2 separate regions of the Pan troglodytes genome follow, and region 2 is linked to region 1. Evidence: chromatin contacts called from public HiChIP or PLAC-seq data. All regions are on one chromosome and are shown on one strand. Each heading gives the region's core, a stretch centred on a gene start, on an enhancer-like site or on the middle of the called end of the contact. The rest is flanking DNA. Distances are from core to core; before and after follow the strand shown. Region 1 holds the start of LOC134810311. Region 2 holds the start of LOC112209479.

The links. HiChIP or PLAC-seq counts read pairs in DNA pulled down with a chosen protein or histone mark.
Region 2: a contact with region 1 is called in an H3K4me3 HiChIP or PLAC-seq map of stem cell-derived excitatory neurons, with 2.4 times the contacts expected there. The contact joins the promoter of LOC112209479 here to the promoter of LOC134810311 in region 1. A contact is called at or near these places in 1 of 7 Hi-C or Micro-C datasets (stem cell-derived neural progenitor cells) and 1 of 1 datasets of contacts at active chromatin or transcription factors (stem cell-derived excitatory neurons).

The regions. Positions count from the first base shown.
Region 1 is chr5:69,281,197-69,286,330 of NHGRI_mPanTro3-v2.0_pri, forward strand. It overlaps LOC134810311, which reads left to right and starts at 2,498. Exons shown (of 2, transcript XM_063813131.1): 1 at 2,498-2,738. The coding sequence starts at 2,700. PTP4A1 (protein tyrosine phosphatase 4A1) reads left to right here and starts at 2,651. Exons shown (of 6, transcript NM_001246639.1): 1 at 2,651-2,738.
Region 2 is chr5:69,346,145-69,351,256 of NHGRI_mPanTro3-v2.0_pri, forward strand. It overlaps LOC112209479, which reads right to left and starts at 1,524. Exons shown (of 2, transcript XM_054685927.1): 1 at 599-1,524. The coding sequence starts at 1,433. The coding sequence ends at 714. It overlaps PHF3 (PHD finger protein 3), which reads left to right and starts at 738. Exons shown (of 16, transcript XM_003317887.7): 1 at 738-1,222.

The DNA of each region.
Region 1 (5,134 bases), core at 1,248-3,747:
GCAGACACCCTCAGCATAGCAGTGAACCACAATGGCAGCTGACAAGCAGGAACATTTAATGGATTGGTCAGCAAGACCACACTTATATCTTGTTTAAAATGTGTCCTTTCCTTTGGGAGGCTGAGGCAGGCAGATCTCTTGAGGTCAGGAGTTCAAAACCAGCCTAGTCAACATGGAGTTTTCTAAAAGTACAAACAAATTAGCCAGGTGTGGTGGCAGGTGGCTGTAATCCCAGCTACTTGGGAGGCTGAGGCAGGAGAATTGCTGGAACCCAGGAGGCTGAGGTTGCAGTGAGCAAAGATTGCACCACTGTGCTCCAACCTGGGCAACAGAGCAAGACTCCATCTCAAATAAATACATAAAATAAAATGCATCATTTCTCTCAACAGCAAAAGCCTCATTTTTTCATCCTTTAAATATGTTACTTTCATAGTAGGATAAGATGGTACCTTGTCTGAGAGGCTAAGACCCCCAGGCCACTTGAGAATTTGAGAGCTTTTAGAACTTGATGAGCATAGCTGACTGGATACTTCGTGTCAGCACTGCTTGTGGTAATTACAGGATCTGTGGATCACAAGGCTCACAACTTGTATCACAAGTTCTACAAGAAAATTGGCTAACACATATTTGGCTCTGTTAATCATTTGCTGAGTTTATATCTTGTCCCACCAAATGTATTTTTTGAAATGCCATTACATGAAAAAGTTTCACTATTCCAATTATCTGTGTTTACCAACTTGTGGAGTAAGAGTGGCTGATTGAATATGTGCTTTTTAACTACACTATTATATACATTGGCCAAGCTTTTTATATTAACCCTACCCATGAAGTATCACCAGTATTTCCCCCAGTGTGAAATTGACATTTGTCAAAAGCCTTTTGCCATATAAAAGTTTTTAGTTCTTATATATGAAATCTGTCCCTTTTTTTCGACATGAGTTCCCCAGCCTGCTTAGCTTTGCCCCTACCACCCAAGATTTTTAAGCTTTCTATATTTTCTTAGAATTTAAGATTTTAAAGTCTTTACTTTTTAAAATCATTTATTTGTAAAGGGACATATGTCTCAAGTGTGCTAGTTTTCCTTGATTTTAATGGATTAAAATGTGTCGTAGGGTGAGCCATTTTCTTCAAAATGACGAATCGTTTTTGTTCCTTTGAAAGTCTGGCCCAGGCTTTTGTTTGTTTTTGTTTTTTTAAAGTTCTTATTTTACTTACAGAGTTAAGAAAGTTGAATAACTATACAACCAGTCTCTAAATAGAAGTTCTAATAAATCCTAAGATGCTGCAGGGCACTGAAAGAGGACAAAATTTGATCCCTAAAGCCCTCTCCAATCTCATACTCGGTGAAAATAACAAACAAAAGGCTTCAGTGTTAGTGGAAAACTGAGTTCTTAAAAAGCAGGTAAAGGTCCTGTTTACTCCTTCTCCAGAGCTGAGGAGAAAGGGTTTTCAGATTATAAATAACAGAGTTGCCCTTGTATGCCACAGAATTGCGATAAGACTTTACTTCTTAGGGGCTTAAATAATGAAGTCAGTAAAAGAGGACTGAAAACGAACATAAAGAAGAGCTTTAGCTTTGACGCAAAGAATTACATCAGTGCTTGACAAAACCGAGGATTCTTAATTTCTAAAAACGCTTTCTTTAAGCACTTCCTAACCTTTCATTATCTGAGACAACATATCAAGTGAGCAGCAGTACAAAGGATGCATGTGATTTCGAAATGCCACAATTGAGCCAACTGCAGTTGCACGCGTACGTAGTATAGAGAGGCGTGATCAAAAAAAGAATATAGGGAGCATAGGGCTTCGTCTGCATCAAAAGATACTCTCCCCATCTTCTATAGCCTTAAGTTTTGCGAAGGTAAGTTTCTCCCCTCTTGAAAGCGCCCCCAGGGACAAGAATTCATCTTGACCAAGCCTAAGGCCGTGGCATGCAAGGTGTTGAGTCACCGGGTACAGCGGTCTTGCGACATAAATATTATTTGATGACGAAGGTACTCGGGGCCCAGGTGCCAAGGTAAACCACTGGCAAAGATGACCGTGGTTAAGGCAGTAGAAAGCAGGCTCGACACTGAGACGCAGTTCCAGCCCTAGAAGGATTGCATTTTACGATTCAGGCAAACTTCGAGTCTCCTCATGTGACATGTGTGCACTCCTGGATGGTTTTAATTATGAGAAACGTGGTTTGCAGCATGATTCCTTCCAGTCGATAAATCGGAATCTCTCTCGCTCCCACCCCTTCTTAACTTCAGGCTTCCTGCATCCCGGAGCACCCCCGGCAGCCCCTTCCCTCCCCCGCCCCGGGGATGCTCCGACTCGGCGCTTAGCCATTCATCAACCGGTTCACACCGGCGGCGGCCGCCGCGGAGTGACGTCCGGAGGGGGCGGGCCTCCGCCCCCGCCTGTCGTCTCCTGGCCCGCGGTTCCAGACCGCGATTGGTGGCTGGAGGGTTGCACGTCGCGCCGGCTATAAAAGGGAGGGCTTGTGACGCAAGGGCGCCTCGGCGCGTGTATTGGCTCCTTCGGCTGCGGGCCGGCTCGGCTACGCGCTCTGCTCGGAGCCGCTCACTGCATGGTAGAGTCTGGTGCCCCCGCCGCCGCCTGCATCGCCGCCACCGCCGCTCCGCCACGACCACCGCCGCCTCCTGCCCTGCAGCCACCGCCACCGCCTGTGTCGCCGCCGCCTCGGGACCGGCTGTATGATTAGGCCACAATCTTCAATGAGTAAACATATTCCTGTGAGTAGCCGTCGCATCGTCGCCTCTCGGGCTGGGAATCCACGACCGGCCCCCCTATCCCCGCTGTCGCCTTTGTTCGGAGCCCGGCGTCTCCTCCAGGTTGCCCCGGGTTGCGGTTCCGGTGGGTCCCGGGTGGGAGCGGGCGGGTTATGGCCCTGTGGCCGGCCGATTGCGGCCGGCTGTGCGGAGGCAGATGCCGGGCCCCTCGGGGCTGCAGGGTGGCGGTTGGCCGCCGGGGGCACCGGCTTTTGAGTCCCTCCCGAGCCCGGAGCGACGGGGGCGGCGCGGTCCGGCTTCTGCGGCGGCCGGGGGCAGTTTCGGCTTCCGCAGCGGGCCGGGTGGGTGGCACAAAAGCCGCTTTGTGACCGCCGCCTCCGCCCTTGGCCCTTTGGTCTGGCGCGACCCGTCCGGGCATGGCAGGCTCCGCGGCGTCCCGGGGCCTCTTTGTTCGGCCGGAGGAGAGTGGCTGCACTGGGAGCGGGGAGACGTGGCCCGGGGTGGGGCGAGGGCTGCGCGTGTCACTGCGGAGCCGGATACGGGGAGGGCGCGGCGGTGGCGGGTTCGCCTCCAGATCCGGGCGGGCGTGGGGTAGGCGGGACAGCCAGGCACGGGTGGTAACGATCTGGTTCCAGAGCTTCTCGGAGCTCCGGGGTGGGCGCGGGACAGCCACTGGGTGCAGCTACACTCTTGTGCTCGACGGCCGGGACCCGAGCCTCAGACAAAATGGCCTCGGCGCCCGCGCCTGACTGAAGGCGCGGCGCGAACCCGTGATTGCGGCGCGGAGAGGGGGCGCAGCGGGCGTGCTCGGGCGCACACAGCCGCGTGCGCGGGGCGGCGGCCCTCGGGGGCATTCCGCGAGCTGCACCCCTGCCCGGGCCAGAGTGGGGTTCTGCTAGGTGAGAACTTCGGCCGTCCGCCCCGCCCTCCTCCCAGGCTCCACCTGGTAATTCGAGCTGTTCCGGATTTATCGCCCCACCTCGGGCTCGTGATAATGGGAACAAGTCTAGTCTTGTCCTTTCTCTGGGCCAGTCGTCGAGAAATGGCCTGGTTCGGAGCGTCTTGGAAACTGACAGGGCTACTGTTAGTTACACTGACGCGAAGGACTTCCTGTCCGGGCACCAGCATACATTTCCCCTGCCAATTTTGGAAGGGCCCTGGATGGCGCCTTTTAATCGGGGACTGTTTAGAACTATTCCTGAACTCTGTGGTGTAATATGTTGTTGCCTCCTGTTGGTTTGTGGCAGCAGTAGCCAACCAGAGCCAGAATTCTGAGGGTTTTTTATCTTCTGTCCGCGGAGCCCCCTACCAGTCCACGAGTATTAAGTTATTTACACAACGATTGGAACTGTTGACCTGCCCGACATCTAGATCCTGAGGCAGTGCTTCCTGTTAGTCAGTTGAAAACTAGAAAACTAAATCATTCCCAAGAGTGAGCAGCATTTTACACATGCTTTCTTAGGTGCCCTAAGACCTAAATAGATGTGGAACAGACTATACAACGAATTATTTGTGACAAAGGAGTTACACACACATTAATTGGCTTGACTCTGCAGTATAATAATGATTTAAGCTTCTGCACAGAGTTTACTCTTTCCTCCTCTCCCTTCTTGTATATGATTGTGATTATAATGCAACTGATATGTGGGAGGGAAAAAAAATCCCCATTATGGATAGTTTTTCCTGTGGGTAGGAGATTGGGAATGGAGGAGTGTCTTGGGCGGAACAGAAAGCTATCGGTGGTCACCACTGCTTTAACAGACGAGTCCCCCCATCCACTAGGTGGCTCCACTCAGTAAAAATAACCATTTCAGGAAGGGAATTCTTAATATAGTTCTTTCTCTGCTTCCTGATGAAAGTGCTTACTTACATGAAGGGATATGGCCAGACTACGTTGTAGCCGACAGGAGTTTTAGCTATTAAATATGGAAATAGTGGTGTGAAATACTGCCTCAAATTAGCTTTTAATTGAAAAAAAGGTAATACCTAGAAATTAGAATACTGTGATGAGTCATTATAAAGCTTTTAAAGATCATTGTATGTCATTGGGAAAGTGTCAGAATACACTTTTTATTCTACGGAGGTAGTATTTAGAATTTGCGGTGAAAGTATAATGAAATTATTTTCAGATTACTACAATCTGTATTCACTGTAACTGTGATGGCTTTGTAATTTAGACACTTAATTTTTTAACCCTGCTGACCAACTAGGTGAAGTAACCTCTGAGGGCTTGTTTGAACAAACTTGTGATAATGAAAGTTACCTTTCTTATGGGACCTTTTGATAAATGACTGTTAATGCTAGTTCTGTGTTTTACCAGAAAAGTAGACTGGGTTTTTGACTTGATGTTTTCTGCAGTAATCATCATAAGAATTATTCTTCAAAATTTAGCAAAGTTG
Region 2 (5,112 bases), core at 274-2,773, 64 kb after region 1:
CTGACAAGCAACAATTACTTCACAGTGCTTATTAAGGGCTGAGATAGGGGTTAGCTCAAGTGTCTGTGGAAGCAGACCAGTGGGTCTCAAACTTTTTTTGTCTCTGGACCTCTACACAATATTTGTTACCACAAATAATGTATTTATGAAAAGCATATTTTCCAAATTAATAAAAGGGTGATATCTAAAATTTCTGCAGATTTCCTCAATGTCTGGCTTAATAGAAGATGGCTGGATTCTCTTATCTGTTTCTGCATTGAATCAGCTGCTATATGCTGTTTGGGTTGAAGGGTGGGAAGAAAATTTGGCCTTAGACACATGCTTCTGGCAAAGGAATGGAGGCTCTTCTGAAAGGTCTTGGCGACCCCTCAGGGAAACCTGGGACCATATTCTGAAGACTGCTTACTGGATACCAAGAATGTTTCTTGGAGGTAGCAATTTGAGTCCTGAGGTAGATCAGCCATGTAGGGTGAGGGTAACGGAGGTAGTTAATGGTAAGGCTGCTGTGCCGAGCCAGCACAGATATTTGGGCAGAGGGGCTCATCTACTCCATCCTATTCTACCATTCTTGAACTCACAGTCAATTAATAAAAAGTACCTGGGGTTGGGGAGCTGCGCATCAATATTATATTAACTGTGAAGCCTTAGTGCTTACTACGGTCGAGAAAAAGCGCTCCTCTGATTCGCCCCTCCCGGCGGCCCGGAGGTGTGAGCTAGAAGCCCGCAGGCGGTGCCGCGTCCTCCGAAGACAGGGAGGGGCGCGGCAACGCCGGGAAGCGCTGCAGCCCGGGGCCCCACGGAGGCGCGGCGCTCGAGGCCCTAAAGCGCGCAGGCGCGGCAGCGACGCAGGCCGCGGCCCCCGGAACGGTAAACAGTGGGGTCACGTGACACGGCCCCTCTCCAGCTCCCGCGCCGCCGCCGCACGCCGATGGCTGCGGGGTCTCGCGCCGTCGCACGGTCCCCACGCGGCAAGCGACCTTCGGGCTCAGGGCGGCGGCGGCTGCAACGAGGATTAGGAGGGCGGCGCGGAAGCCAAGAATAGTGTCGTCAGCAGCAGCCATTTGGTCCCAGGAGGAAAAGAGGCTGTGGCAGCGACGCCGACGTCCTGCGCGTACCCCCTCTCCGCGGCACCCACCGGGCCCCCTCCTCCTCCTCTTCGGCGGCGGCAGCGTCCACCATCTTCCTCTTGCTGCCAGTGGTAGCGCTCGTCTGGCGGAGCTGGGTGAGTTGCGGCTGTGGCCGCGGCCAGGGAGACGGGCAATCCTCCCCTCCCCCATCCCCTTCCACACGCACAGCGCCTCCGCGGGCCTCTCCGCCCCTCCCGCGGCGGACTCTCCGCGCTTTTCTCCCGCGCAGCCGAGAGATCGCCTCTCGGGCCTCTTGCGCAACGTCCTCGGCCTACCTGGGCCGCGCCGCTGCCGCCTGTGGACCATTTGGACCGCGGGCTGGGGAGGGAGTCGCAGCGACGCGGTCGCCAGGCGGAGGGTCGGGACCACGGCCTCTCTCCCGACCACTGGTACCCAGCCGTGTGCCGCGAGGGCGCCCCGCCGCCGCTGAGGCGCGGGCGCGCAGGCCCGAGGCACGGCGGGCGCTGCCTGGAAGGCCCGTCTCGCAGGCCCCCGGATCCGGCCGTTGGGGCCTCTTCCTTCTCAGGGAGCCCCAGCATGGAGCTTTGGGCCTTGGTTTCGGGAAACTGGGACTGGCCCTGGCTGCTAGGCTGCTCCCTGCTGCTGCTTTTTGGAGATGAGAGTTGCTGTTCCATTTATCCTCCAGTTACCGCGCGCTTTTGTGCCCGGGACTCAAACTGTGGACTCCTTTTGCTTAGTTTGAAATGAGAAGCCTAGACTCTTGCCTTCCGATAATACATGTAATTTAATGAACCACTTGTCGATACGTACGTGTTAATGGTGCTAAATAACTGATCACCTGACACGGGGGGCGGGGGCGGTGCGGAGAGTAGAAAGGAAGAGAATGTTGATATCGCGCACGGAGTCCTGTGTCCCTCCTTTCCCTCAGGATGTGTTGCCGGGTTAGGTGACCTTTTTCCATCTTTGGGCTTTTAAATGCCAATTCCTAGAGACTAGATTGGGGTGGTTATTGTGCTTTCCAGTAGTCAGCGTAGAATATGTTCATGGATTAATGTTAAGTGGCAACACTGCTTTAATATTCTAGTCCTAATCTGCATTACATGTAGAGAAATTTAATTTAAAAAGAATAATCGATTATTGAGGCTTCTCTAAATACTAACTTTACTATCTTATTTTAAGCTAAATTTAAAAACCAATGCAGTAAACTCTATAGGGAGTACTTAAACAGTACGTTGTTGTATTTAGTTACTATTTTGGGGTCGAACTTGTCTTCCCTTTGACAAAATGATTGTTAAAGACCTAACAAAACTACGCCTCCATTATTCATTTTTCGATTCCTGAATGAAGTGTTTGGAACTGTGAAAATATTTGTAGAAAAAGATGTATGTTTGTGATAGAGCGACATGTTGAGTCAAAGCACCAGAAACTTTTCTATTGTAGCATACTTACGTTTTTGAATTTATAGCTCCCTTCCACAGCACAAAAAGGTGTTGTGTAAAGATTATTGTTATTTTAAATAGTAATTTTAAACTTTAGTTATCACTTAGCCGTTTTCCCCACTAATTTTTCTCTTCATTCATCTGTTTACTGGCTATACATTACCATAATGATTCTTTCCTTCATCATCATTGTCATTATCACTGTTATTATTATTTTACAATACATACTTCATTTTCTGGTGATAGTAGCAGAGTTTAGTGGCAGACTTTTAGGAGTGATGATTCCTCTGATTGAGCCACACAATCAGTCCTGCAACGGGCTACTTTTATGTAAAAAGATTACAACTTTAGATTTTAAGCTTTTTCAGATAGCTGTACTCGGTAATTTGTCAAAATGATAAAAATGAGCCAGTGATGGGACCAAAGTTTGCCTCTTATTTACATTTTTTATAGGTTCATTTTTTGAAGAATAGAAAAATATAGTTTATTTTACTGCTTTTGCATACACGTGAATTATGCATTTTCTCTTGTTGGGATAGACTTCAGATAACTTTATCATGTTGATCTTATGGTATACTTATATGTTGCATAATCAGAAAAGTCACCTCTGAGAAGTGGTCTATGTAAATGTAGGTAAAAAATTGGTTTGGTCAGATGCACATTTCAAGATAGAAAAATCGAAAGGAATTTGTCTTTAATCATTTCAAACTATGTTATTAAAATTTAAATTTTATTGAGTATTGGAATCCATTAGGAAAGTTGACAGTCTTTGACTTATGTAATGTATTACTTATAAAAGTTGGGAGGCAGCAAGTGGCAATTTGGAGTATTGCAAAATCAAGAGCTTAGATTTTTTTCATAGTATAAGGCCTACTTGGAAAAACTGGTGAATGAAAATTATACATACAATTCTGTGTTTCAGTTACTGAAATAGATGATGTTTATCTTCCTTAACATGGTGGGATGGTGTTTGCTTTTTTGATACATTTTGCCTTCTTAAGATCCATTTAAATTTCTCATAAAATCCTTTTTACATATGTTTTTTCTGGAGATAATAACTTTTCTGTTTTTTAGTGAGATAATGAGATTTTTTGGTCAACATTTAGGTTTGTGTATTACAAATACATATTTCACCACACAGTGTCAAGGAGTTCAGGATTCTTAGGGTGCTGATTTCTAACAGTTTTTATTCATCCACATTTCAAGAATTCTTTCTGACAAGTGGCTGCTGGATTTTTTTCTTTTCTGGAAAAGTACATCTTGGGCTCTGTTTCTCTTATTTCTTCTTGGAGCACTCTCTCAGAATTCTGGAGTATCTTCAGAAGGATAGACACTTTTTCAACTATAAAAATTGCTTGGCAAACTGTTAGACATTTATGATACTGTTGCATTTTTGAGAACACAGTCAAAAAATATTCTTTAATTGTTGCCCTTTGATTACACATGGAAAGATATTGAGAGTATTGATGTGATTAAACATACATGAGACCCTGAGGCTGTTTCTATTCTCAGTAAAGATATTATAGTCTGGGAAACAAGATTCATTGACATCTGATGTTAATCAGTGTATTAGAGTTAAAGGGGAAAATATCAAGAGTTTTATGAGGAATTGCTATATGTGTGGACTTGACAATTATTGTCCTGCATAATGTGCTTAATTTAGACCATTTTTAATGGTATTTTAAAATTTTATGACTATTATACAGTGAAGAGTGGATATAGAGAAATAGTTCAGTAAAAATTTTAAGATATTTCCAGAAGTTTTAACCTGTTGGCATAATCTAACTTTATTAGACAGTTTCGAAGAGCGTGGTAGATTATACAGAAAGGCTGAACTTTAACATTTTAATTCGTTTGTAATTTGCATGAGCTGGGCACATGAAAGCATAAAGTTTTAGACTGAAAATAAATGGAAAAGTTTGTAGCTGATAAATTGCTTTTCCTCCAATGATGTTCATGTGCATTGAGGCTTACATTTTGTTTTTTTTAAATGTGTAGAGGGTGGCTAAGTGCATATTCCTGTTTTATTTTGGAAGAAGGATGAGTCACTTTTGTTTCTAGCATTTTTTAAGATTTCATTAATGATATATTAAAAGCATAAAAATTAATGTGTAGAGTGCATTATAGAGTGTAAAAGTGTAGGCTCAGGAATCACACTGAATGGGTTCAAATGTAGGAATATTGGGTATGTGACCTTGGGCAAATTATGTAATTATCTGGGTCTCAGTTTGCTCTAATGAGAAAGGACTAATAATTGCACCTACCTTATAGGGTCGCTGTGAGGAACTAATGAGATAATGCATACAATACACAGGGCCTGGCATATAGTGTGTGCCAATTACACGTTAGCTTGGGTTGTTACTCCCTAGGCCATAGTTTTAATGATGAGCTAGGTCCACTACTTTGGTGGTTTATTCAAATTCCTAATGTTTATAATGTCAGTTATGATATAATGCCAATATAGTTGTAAACTTTGAAGTTAACTCTTTCTTGTTGCTGTTGGCTACTGTAATTCTGCGTTTGCCAGTTTCAACATCTTCAGATCCTTTCCTAGGGACTTAGGTCTGCTTTGGTCTTAGTTGTCT